2 separate regions of the Mus musculus genome follow, and region 1 is linked to region 2. Evidence: chromatin contacts called from public promoter capture Hi-C data. All regions are on one chromosome and are shown on one strand. The core of a region is the stretch at or near the end of the contact, and the rest is flanking DNA. Distances in the headings are between cores, read along the strand shown. Region 1 holds the start of Sufu (SUFU negative regulator of hedgehog signaling). Region 2 holds the start of Morn4 (MORN repeat containing 4).

Region 1 (5,630 bases), core at 500-2,999, 4.3 Mb before region 2:
ACACTAGTCAGCCAGGAACTAGGCTGCCCTGCACAGATGCCTTGCCAGCATGGCTCCTGGCTACCCGGACAGGCTGGTCCCCAGACCCTCCTGGCTGTCAGTTTCCTTTGCATTATTATCCCAGTGACACACGGGGGGGGGGGGTAACCTCAGCTCTCTACAGCCCATCTCCCATCTCCAGAGGCAATAAGAGGATGCCACATAGGAAAAAGATTCAGCTTTAAAGGGTGTGTAACCTGCAAAGGCATCCCTCACTTCAGGACCACCATTTGCCAATACCCCAAGGCAAGGAACTTTTCAGGATCATACAATACAACGACTGCCTGCCTGAATGTGGCCACCTCTGAATCTATTTTTGGTTCAGAAAGACCACAAGGACTTGTCTCATAACACCTGTTTTGTCTGAAGGCTGACTGAAGAAACAGGATGCAAAAAAGAATAGGAGACGAGAAAGTGCCATTTCTACCCCCAAAGACAGCCAGCCCATTTGGAAACTGATCTTTTACAGGGCATCTTTAAACTTCGGCTGAAATCACGAAGACAAGACAGAATGCGCTTCTTCATTCCTCCTGCCCACTCAGGTCTCTGTCACGCACCTGGTGGCGAGCTATGATCCCCTTCAATCCCGAGCTAATGCTTGGCTCTCCCGAAACCTGTTCTTAACTAACGTCCTAAAGCTAAAGCAGCTGCAAAGCCAGAAGCAAGCTCTGCAGAGAGAAAGAGAACTGTGCAGAGTAAGCAAAAAGTTTATCTGGAAGAGCTGCTCTGTCAAACTTCAAGAGCAACAGCTTCGCACTGAATGACAGAAGCTCCTGCGCTCGGGAAGGTCCCGAAAGAAGACTGAAAGAAGGCCTCTCCTCAACTCTTCCCTCATCAAAGGCACAATGCCCTCATCTTGCTCCCTCCTAACCCACAGGGGCGTCCTGGTTCCCGGACCGCCCTAGACTACGCGGTCTTGTGCCCTCCAAAGCCCTCTCAAATGCTCTCCAGGCCCCGCCTCACTCCCCCCCCCATCCCACCCCAGCCGCCCCCTGGCTCCCCCAAGCCCACTAATGACCCACCACAGGCGCCCCCTCCTTTCTCCACGTTTACAGTTCGCTCTTACAGTCCCCCCTCCGCTTCTGTATACACCCCCAGTTCTCGGTTGTCCTAATCCGGGTTAACCCCTCACTACTCAAGGGATCCATTAACCCTTTGTCCCCATTCCCAACTTCTGTCCTAACTCCTTCCACAGCACCAGGAAGCTCCTGGTTCCCCAGTACTTAAACCGTTTTCTTCCTCCCCCTTCTGCAAATTACTTCGTCCCGGGTGTTCGAAGCTTTCCCGGCCGGACCCCGTCCTCCCGAGGCCCAGAGCATACCAGTACTTGACGATAGCGGTAACCTGGAGCGGGTTCGGCTGGTCAGGGTAGAGGCGGCGACACTCTCCGTAGATGGCGTGCAGTCCCGGGGGAAAGAGTGAAGCAAAGGCCGGAGGGGCACTAGGGCCAGAGGCCGGGGGCGCGGCGGGACCGGGGGCGACGCTAGGCCGCAGCTCCGCCATTGGGGCGCGTAGGGCGCGCGGAGAACCCGGGAGGGTAGAGGAGGGAAAGCGCCCCTATGGGCCAGCGGACCCACTGTGGATGAGACTCCCCGAGGCGATGGGGGCTACGGCGAGGTCTAACTCCGCGCCTGCGCACGAGGCTCCGTCCGCCCAAGCCGGAGCCTTCAAGACGTCGGCCAGAGGATGCTGTGGGACCGCGGGGAGCTCCAAGGGGCGGGGCGTCAGCGTGCCCTTTCCTGACACCTATTGGCTAGTGTCTTTGCCAGTCACAAGTGGGGAAGGCGTGACTTGACAATAGACTCCGCCTCCCTGCCCCTGGGTTGGGAGCGTCCCAAGGATCTTGGCCTCCCCCTAGTGTTAGGAGGAACCCAGTTTAGAACAGAGACTTGGTACCTTGAGGCGCCAGGGTCCTATGAAAGCTCTACACAACTACTAAGAAGCGCTTAATATTGTTTTACTAATACACAATTTTAAGATAAGCTTGACAACTAATTCATTAGACAGTATGTCATTATTATTAATGTTACAACTCTAATATTTCTTGGAACTATTGACAAAAAGGGTAACTCGAAATGTGCCTGGGGAAAATGCCTGGCTGTTTTAAAAAAAATTTACCTATTCTTTCTCTTCGCCTGGATGTTGTCATCCATCAAGGTCAAGAAAAATAATAAAACAATTTCTAAACCTTTAGATGATATTTTAGGCCCGTGGTTTTGTGGCATCCAACGTACAGGTATTTTTTTATAACCTCCATTGGCTTTTGCTTCATGGGTTTTGTCTTGTTTTGCTTTTTGTTTCATTTTTTTGTTTTTCGGGACAGGGTTTTTCTCTATAGCCCCTCGCTGTCCTGGAACTCTGTAAACCAGACTAGCCTCGAAAGAGGTGGGATTAAAGGCTTCCAGCACCACTCCCGGTGCTGCTGGGATATGTGTTGGGCAAGCATTCTACCACTGAGCGACAGATGTTTATTAATGGTTTGTATTGCCCAAGTGAAGGAATGGCTGAGAGATAGAACTACTCTGTAAAATTCAACCGCCCCTGAAGTACTGACAAATCCAAACCCAACTACTCACAAGTACTTCAGACTCCAAAATTTAAGAGTGTACTGGAAACCCCTTCGAAGGGATCTCAAATCCAGTCATGCAAGATAATCATCAACACTGTGGCTCTTTAATCTACAAACACTACAGACCCCACCATGTGTAGGAAATACACTGTCCAATCTCCTAAATCCGATCGGGCTGGGACCCGGTTTGGAGCGCAAGCCCTGGGGCAAAGAATGCTGGGGATTGTAGTTCCTCCGAGGCGAGGTCGGGCGGCTCCCTGGATGCCCAGTACCGGCGACTAGACTGCGCATGCGTGTCAGTGGCGTTTGCTGCGGACCGGGCTGGCAGTTCCTTCCTCGGAGGGAAAGATTCCTCTGCCATGGAGTCCTACGATGTGATCGCCAACCAGCCTGTTGTGATCGACAACGTGAGTAGCATCTTTCCTATCTTTAAAGGGACTGTGTTCTCCTCCAGGAAGGATTGTTTCCGCGGTTTCAGCCTAGGCCGCCAGCTCTTTGTCACTGGCTCGGCCTGTCAGGCGGGTTCAGCTGCCGCCGCCCGCGTCCTCCTCACATCCATAGTTTGAAGGCAGGGCGGCCAGCCAACATCCGTGTAATGGAGAATTTGAGGGTAGACAAAGGAAAGAGCTGTAGCCCGGGAAGGGTCCGTGGACCCTTGGCTCAGGGGGCCTTAACCGTTCTCTTAGAGCCCGACACCCGCCTTCGCTCTGGTTTTCCATCACTCAATTGGCTACTCTTGCTGTCTATCTTAGCCTATTGGTCCCGCCTTTGGGCCTTGCCGGATTAGAACAGCACTCCGCAGTCATTGGCTCCGGCGCTTGTCGCTCTTCCGGTCGCCATAGTGTTTCCCTTCTGTAAGGGGCGGTGCCGTGCAGTAGAGCTGTAGGGATTGGCTCGGCAACTCAGGGTGCGGAAGGCGATGGCTGGTCCACCGGTGAAAAAGGACAGTTTCCTTGGGTGTGAGCTGGAGGGGCAATTTAGTGAACTGTATCTGGGTGGGGCCGGACAAACCGGTACCAGAAATGGCCATGGGATTTCAGTTATTTTTGTGATTATAAATTATAGTTAGTCAAGGTAAAGAAGAAAGGGGGGTGACAAAGCAGGCGAGATGCTTTGATGTTTGCAGTGCCCAGGTGAGAGGCAGGGGGATTATCAGACACAGTGGTTGTCAGGTGCGCTAGCGTTTCCAGGACGCTTTGCACCAACATGCAAGTCGAAGCCTCCCAAAAAGTGAATGGTTAAGGAGGAAGTTTGCCCCTCTTTTCACAGTACGAACACGGAAGGTGGAGGTGACCAAGGTCATACAGCAATGGTGCCCCACAACTTCATCGCCTTATCTAAATGGCAATCCTTTGCTAAGCACCGCTCCACACATGCATCGATAAAGACAAATAGAAAGAACTTAAGTATTGCTTTTATGAGGAGGGACATTTGTCTTAATTTCTGAGTTTCACTCAAAGGTTTGGTCCCTCCCACACTGGTTAGAATCTTCCTACTTTCTGGGTCCCTCCCCTGAGGCAAACTACCAGTTCCCTCTGACCTAGGCTGACCTTTTCAGAGTCACTGTGATGTTCCGGCCCTCTGGGACCTGGACATGCCACTAGGTCCTTTTCTTTGTGTCGTAGGTGGATAGAGGTTGCTTTCTCCTGTTTATGCAGGAACAGGAGGATTGGGGAGGTTTTTCAAACCACCCACTTTAGGAGTTAAGGATCCAAGACTCACAAAAAAGATCCAAGACTCACACAGGAATCTGGTTCCAAGTTCTTCAAGGAAGGCGGTTTTATTTGTTGTGAATTTTTAAAAGGGAGGCTGAGGCTGGGGTGTATAGCCCAGATGGTATTGCTTGTCTGACATGCGTGAAATCCTGGGCTCCCTCCTCAGCACAGCATAAACTTTTGGTGTATAATCAGGTATAGTGGTCCGGGTCTGGAATCCCAGCACTAGAGAGGTGGAGGCAGGAAAGTCAGAAATGCAAGGTCATTGTTTGAAGCCAGCCTCTAAGATGTGGCATTGTTGGAAGCAGGGGGTGGGAGCAAGGTTAATTAAATGTGTTACTTTGGGGGTTTGTTTTGGTTTTGGTTTGGTTTGGTTTGGTTTGGTTTGGTTTGCTTTGGTTTTTTGTCTTCCTCACTAGCCTCAGTAGACTTTTTAACCCTTGTGGGTAAGGAAGTGAGATCCTTCATTCTTTATTAGTCCCTCTACCCACTCAACACAGTACCCAAGGCCCTCATATGCTCCGCTTCTCCCCCCTTCTCCTCTCCTCCTCTCTCTCTCTCTCTCTCTCTCTCTCTCTCTCTCTCTCTCTCTCATTCTCTCTGTCTGTCTTTTGTTTGTGTGTGCACACACGTACAAAAGCATGTGTGTTCATGCCTTTAGAGACCAGAAGAGGTCATTCAGTTCCTTAGAGCTAGAGCTGCGGGCAGATATGGGTCATCCAACATGGATACGGTACAGAAGGGATCCAAACCCTGCTCCTCCCAAAGGGCTACAACTAGTGCTCTTAACTAATGAGCCATCTCTCCAGCCCTCCACTGCTCTCTCTACCCACCTCTCTTTACACGGTACCTAAGGCCTGGTACGACTATGTACAAAATAAAACCTTATTGGCTAAGTGGGTGAATAGACAACTAGTGATCTCTGTCATGATAACAAAGATGTCCAGTGTTGGGGCAGGGGTAAAGGACCCAATCAAGATAGGGGACTCAGAAAAAAAAAAAAAAAGATAGGGGACTCAGCTATGTAACATTGTAAATGAGTGATTAACACTTTTTTCTTTTGTTTGTTTGAGACGGGGTCTTTGTAATATTTTGTTCTCAATGTTAATATCTAGACAAACCAACTACTTAAGTCTTTAGCCAGTTCCTATGTGTTAGCTCTACCTTTTCCTTAGTTGTTGAAAGAAAAAAAATGTATAGAAAAATCTATCTCGAGCCGGGCGTGGTGGCACATGCCTTTAATCCCAGCACTCGGGAGGCAGGGGCAAGCGGATTTCTGAGTTCGAGGCCAGCCTGGTCTACAGAGT
Region 2 (6,583 bases), core at 2,309-4,808:
GTAGATCTGTTTCTTTGAGTTTGCGGCCATAGTGAGTTCCAGGACGGCCAAGATTACACAGAGAAACCCTGTCTCGAAAAACCAAAAGTAAATAATAAATGTCAGTCTTCATGCAGTTTACATAGTATGCTTTGCTCATATACTATGTAAATCTGATCATTGAGGAAAGCTTTGGTCCCTTGAGAATAAATTAGTCCGTGACTTTATTCACCTGAATGTCTAGACACAGTTGGTCCTCGTTTTCATTAATAAAAGGAAGAAGCTTTGTCCTCACTCTGTATAAGCACCACCGGAGACAGATATAAAGCTAACAATATTAGCTGAAAGTTCGCAATAGTTCATAGACTTGAGAACGTGAGAAAAGGCCGTATACAGGGTCTGTACCAAGAGCCAGCTGCTAAAGGAAGTAGCTGAATTGCAAGGGGAGAAGGGAAGAAAAGGCATACCATGCACAGGGAGCATTGCCAAAGTGAAGGAGGAAGAAGGCTAAAGCCTATTTAGGACACCCTGCTTGGCTGAGGAAAAGCAGAGCTAAACACTAAAGGCCTAGTGAGCCAGCAGAGGGCACGTGACATCCGGAAGCTTCAGAGGGCAGAGCTTGCAGGAGTGCAATGTAGAGCGCATCCACTCTAAACCTAGAGACAGAACAGAGGCTGCAGGCATGGAGGAACAGCTAAGGCACTTGCTGCTCTTACACCGGAACCGGAACCGGAACCGGAACCGGAACCAGTTCCCAGCACTCATATCAGGTGGGCCACAAAAACCTCTAAGCCTTGCTCTAGGGAATCTGACACCCTCCTTTAAGCCTTTTCAGGTACCTTCACACGGACAGGCACAGAAGAGAGAGTGACAGAGAGAGAGAGAGAGAGAGAGAGAGAAGAGAGAGAGAGAGAGAGAGAGAGAGAGAGAGAGAAACAGACAGATTCAGAAGAATAGAGAAAATGATAATAATAATAATAATAATAATAATAATAATAATAATAATAATAATAATAAGGAGGGACTGGAGCGATGACTCAGTAGGTAAGAGCATAGCACCCACATGACAGTTGTCTATGTAACTCAAGCTCCAGTGAATTTGACACCCTCGCACAGGCACAGAGTGCAGGCAAAACACCAATGCATATAAAATAAATAATAAAATAAATAATTTCAATACAATTATAGTGTAAAATGTAATACATAAAAACATGGGCTTGGAAATCAGAGATGTTTGAAGTTAAGCTCTGTTCTATAAATTATTAGCTTTTTTTAAGAAGTTGATTTTTAAATTTTCTAAAGTTCCCCATCTATAAAATGACAGTAATCACCCTTACCTATAATCAGGACACAAAAAGCCTTCCACAGACATCCCCTTTCATAACTGCTGAGATTATGATTAATGGGATTTTTGTTTTTCATCTCAGAACCACCAGCAAGCAGAAGTTTTCACAGAAGATGACCAATCACATAATCACCTTAATGTTTTCCGTTTATTTCATTTTTGAATGATCGCATGTACACGTGTGTCTCGTGTGTGTGCATGTGTGGTAGTCAGAGGACAGTAACTGGTTCTCACTTCTATGTGAGTCCCAGGGATTAAACTCAGGTTGTCAAGCTTGGTGACAAGTGCCAACCTGGTGACCCATCTCACCAGCCCCCATCAGCCTACTTTCTTGAGTCAAATTATTATTCCGACTCGAGAGAAGTACTGAACCGAAAGAGCTATTGTTTAGTTGTATGTGTGAGAATGTCTCCAACTTCTTTTTTTCCAATGAATCCTTCCAGGGCTGAGAGGCTATCCCAGTGGTAGAGTGTTTGCTTACCATATAGAAGACCCTGTGTTCACCTCCAACACAACAAAAAATAAATACACCATCCTGGCCAAAGATCTATATAGAGTTCAATGGCCTTTTATAGGTAAAGTAGCTATGTAGCGATGTCTACCTAACTCATGTAGTGATATAATGGGTTCTCAGAACCATGGAAATAGTATTTGATATCATTCATCTCATTTAGCTAATGGATTTAATATTATGGGCAAGGAAAGATCCAAGATTCTGAGTTCTCCCTGGAATTCTGAGTTTTCCCCTCAAACTTTATTTCTGTGTCTGCCACTTGGGACTAGGTTTCTCTTTTAGGTAAGTCTATGTCGAAATACACATGGAGAGCGCTTACCCAGTGCTAAGTATGTGCTGGGCGTTGTATCTTACATGGATTCGCTTCACTAACTCCCATTATAACTCCAATGATGTTGGATGCTGTGTCCCAAGGAGACAAGGTAATTTGTTCTTACCAACAAACCAACAAACCATCTTGCTGGCCAAAGAAACTACATTTTGCAAGCTTTTGTTGTTGTTGTTGCAAATTTATAGGTCTTTCCATAATTTGGTCTCACATAATCTGTGATTTAATCTCATTTCTTCATATTTCCTAACACAAGTTCTAAAGAGATCCCTTTCTTTACATTCTATTTTTCAATGACTGCACTTATTTGTTTTGTTTTGTTTTGAGACAGGGTTTCTCTGTATAGCCCTGGCTGTCCTGGAACTCACTTTGTAGACCAGGCTGGCCTCAAACTCAGAAATCTGCCTGCCTCTGCCTTCCGAGTGCTGGGATCAAAGGCGTGCGCCACCACGCCCGACTCAATGACTGCACTTTAATCTACAATCTATTCCACAGTTTAGCTTATATTACCTAGTGAGTATTATTAATACCATATTGAATTTATTGGTCTGATCTTATTTTACAGGCCAGAGAGCTCACTAAGTTACTCAAAAACATACACAATTTGTAAGTAGCGAAGATAGGATTTGAACACAGAAATCAAATCTTTTCAAATTAACTTCAAACTACCGTTCTTTTGGCGTTATGTTCTCATACAGGTCCTGAAAAGCCACCCTTATTTTCATCATTACCATTTTCTAACCTGCAGCTGAAGAAATCCCAATCCAAAAAGCTATTTGAAGCCATTTGCTTTGTCTTTCAATGCCTCACACATGTCATATGAGTTCCATGAGAGAAGCAACGACGGACAACCCTGGCTTCCCAAGCCCTGAAGAACTTGCTGCCCACACGCACTTCAATAAATAAACATACAGCTATACAGACATTCGGGAACAGTATTTGGGAAGATTTGCTCCAATAATAGCAATATATTTTAAATACAGAAGACGTGGAACACAGTGATTCCCTATGAATGCAAATGTGCAGCGCATCATTAATTACAAAGCTGAGCTTCTAAAGCACGGTTTAGGTTTTCTCTTCATACTTAGCGGTGGAGTTGTTCATGCATCTAAAAATCACAACCTTTAGAGAGGGTAGCCACTTTGAACACTTGTTCAGCCTTATTTAGGATTAAAGTTTATGCCTGGAGGTCTCTGGAGAGGGGAAACCTGGGTCCTTGTTTTCTGTTGGGACTAATGAGATTGGACAGCCGGCTCAGCCCCACCTCTCTTTCAGATCTTTGGCCCAGACTCCCAAAACACTGGGCCCCTCACAAAGATGGCACGAAAGAGGGCTGGACCAATGGGGAGTGGCGTTGCTCGCGGTTGCCTAGGTAACAGCCAATGAACAGCAGGAATTGTGCCCAGTGCGGCCCGTCAGGGATGGCGGCGTCCAGTGTGGCTGAGGCGGGTGGAGGTGGCGGAGGGGAGAGTGGCAGTTGGGAGCCCAGAGCAGCAAAGATCCTAGCTGCTGGAGACCCGCATCGCGTTGGGGCGTGACAGTCGTCGCCCAGAAGCCAAGCTCAGGTAGGCTCGCGACGCGGGTGGGAGGAGGACCTGGGAGTGCGGTCCACCAGGTAGGGACTAAGGCGGCAAGCAGGTGACTGGGCTAGGGAGCGAGCCTCTGTCCTGGCTGTACTGACCAGAAGGTGGCTGTGAGTGGGACCCCAAAATTGGGTTTGGAATTTCGATCCAGAGGTTGTAGCCCCGGAGAACACAGAACACTGGTTATCGAGAGGGGTGTGCCAGGCTGTGTCTGGAGGGAATGCCAGACCCATGAGAGCCTGAAGAGCCTGTGTGGTGGGGGCCGACCCCCCCAAAAAAGGACGGAGCCGGGCTGGGATGAAAAATGCAGTGGAAGACTGGGTTGCCTGGTGAAAGTCTGGGGCTTTGTTTAATCTAGGGCGCGTCTGTGCCACAGGTAGGGAGAGGTCCCACATACTGAGGCTTGGGAAATGGATTGTCATCTCTGCAATTCCGCATCCACAAACAACTTAGGTACCAACCTGAGTAACTTCGCTTTATTAGAGCCCAGCACAGGCATTCTCCTTTCCCTTGGCATAAAATAGTGTCCAGACAATATTACTTCGGAGAGTCCACCACTCTTGGTTCATCGTGTTTTTAAAAACCTTCCTGTACCAGTGTTCTCTTTTCATCTTTTTGCATCTAACTATCCCACATTCTTCCTAAATAAGACCTGCTTATAGTAACAATGCCCCTGTTTACTTTCCAGCTAGGAAGGGGATTCGAATTATAAAGTTCAAAACCTAATTATTTCATATTCATTTAAAAACACATTTTATAAAACAGTATTTCCAGTTTCCTAATATTTGTTCATCAAAGCTTTCATTTTTTTTCTCCTCTTAGGGTTCTAAAAACCCAAGGTTGCTTCCCTTTTTTTGTTTTTTTTGTTTGTTTGTTTGTTTGTTTTTGGTTGCTTCCTTTATAACTAAAAGATTGCCAACCCAAGAAAGTGGTTTTGGGGACATTTTGGAGATTGTGTGAGTAGTTTGGGTGGCTACTTCCAAACAGTCTCTAACTGGGATATGATTATTCGTAGATTGGAGGGGGGAACTGTTGTTATTTTGTTTTTTTTTTTTTGTTTTTTTTTTTTAAAGGCATGTGCCACCATTGCCCGGTGACTTGTACACTCTTTTTTTTTTAATTTAATTTATTTATTTATTTATTTATTATATGGAAGTACATTGTAGCTGTCTTCAGACACTCCAGAAGAGGGAGTCAGATCTCCTTACGGATGGTTGTGAGCCACCATGTGGTTGCTGGGATTTGAACTCTGGACCTTCGGAAGAACAGTCGGGTGCTCTTACCCACTGAGCCATCTCACCAGCCGGTTATTTTGTTTTAAAACTTCTTAATTTAAGCTGAACATGGTGGAGCCTTAGGACGCAAAGGTAGATCTTTGTGAGTTCAAGGCCAGCCTGGTCTACATAGTGAGTTCCAGGACAAGGACTACATAGATCCTCTTTCAAAAAACAAACAAAAACTTCTTAATTTAGACAAAAGTTGCTGCAAATACATAAATGTTCTTTAGTAAGCTTGGTTTTATGAGGGGTGGGGAGACAATGAGACACACAAGAAATGGCTCAGCAATAGTGAATAGTGTTTACTAGCCAGGAATTAGTTCTTAGCACCTACATGGTGGCTCGCAGCACCTGTAACTCCAGTACCAGGGCATCTAAAGTCCTCTCGGGCTTCCATGGGCTCTTGTACACACGTAGCATACATACACTCATGCAGGTTCACATTGAAACACATGAATTTAAAGCACTTTTAAAAAATGAAAACAACTTCTTATCGGGTGCTCTTACCCGCTGAGCCATCTCACCAGCCCTGTCTTTGGGTTTTATTTGGAGCCATCCATGGATTTTTTTTTTTTTTAAGTAAAATATCAAAGGATATGGTCTCCTTTGCACGGTCCTAGGACTTCGGATTACAGAGACAGAATAGTACTTTTAGATTATGTTTCGGACTGGTCTTTTGCAGCTTGTCTATCACGAGTATAGAAAGGGCTCTGTGGGAATGTGAGTCGTCTTGGTTTGTGACTGTATTCTTCCGTGTATAGCTTGAAAGCTTGGGGCATCAATTTTCTTCAGCAGGATCATATAAGCAAGTATTGTGAACATCGATCTGTGTCCGTTATTAAAGTGTTGGGCTTTTTTCCACTAGTACTGGCTACACTTTATTAAACTATATTTGAGCCAGACGATGGTGGCGCACGCCTTTAATCCCAGCACTCGGGAGGCAGAGGCAGGCAGATTTCTGAGTTTGAGGCCAGCCTGGTCTACAGAGTGAGTTCCAGGACAGCCAGGGCTATGCAGAGAAACCCTGTCTCGAAAAAGCCAAAATAAATAAATAAATAAATAAATAATAATAATAAAATAAAATAAAAACAAAACAACAACAACAAAAAACAAAAAAACTATATTTGTCTCAGTAACTATGGATAATCTTGGTTACCGGTGAAATTCCCTCTTGGCCTCGTGGCTGTGGAGCTATTAATTAATACTGATAGTTACAAGATTCATTAGTTAAAAATTCAAACACTGTCCCAGGTAGTGACAGTATCAGCTGTTTGGACACATGTTGCATTTCCTAGCCAAATGTATTCAGCCATAGCCTGAGGTCCATGAGTTCCACATGTGGTCCTTTTAATTAGCACTTCTGATTTGAGTCTTGAGACTGGGCATGGTCCTGACAAACTACTTCTGAATTTACTGTATCACCCTAGATCAAAAAGGAATGGAAATTTGTAATGTATACTCTAGAAAACCAGCACAGAATGGTGTCAGGGGTGGGTTAGCAGATGGTATTCTGTTTATTATCACTAAACAATGAATTAACCCAACACTTAGCAGCTT

The links. Promoter capture Hi-C pulls out the DNA fragments that hold promoters and counts their contacts.
Region 1: a contact with region 2 is called in a promoter capture Hi-C map of pre-B cells, with 2.9 times the contacts expected there. The contact joins the promoter of Sufu here to the promoter of Morn4 in region 2. A contact is called at or near these places in 3 of 39 promoter capture datasets (cranial neural crest, pre-B cells and second pharyngeal arch cranial neural crest).

Annotation. Positions count from the first base shown.
Region 1 is chr19:46,393,015-46,398,644 of GRCm38.p6, reverse strand. Sufu (SUFU negative regulator of hedgehog signaling) reads right to left here and starts at 1,749. Exons shown (of 12, transcript NM_001025391.2): 1 at 1,361-1,749. The coding sequence starts at 1,542. It overlaps Actr1a (ARP1 actin-related protein 1A, centractin alpha), which reads left to right and starts at 2,904. Exons shown (of 11, transcript NM_016860.2): 1 at 2,904-3,015. The coding sequence starts at 2,968.
Region 2 is chr19:42,083,345-42,089,927 of GRCm38.p6, reverse strand. Morn4 (MORN repeat containing 4) reads left to right here and starts at 3,558. Exons shown (of 5, transcript NM_198108.2): 1 at 3,558-3,731.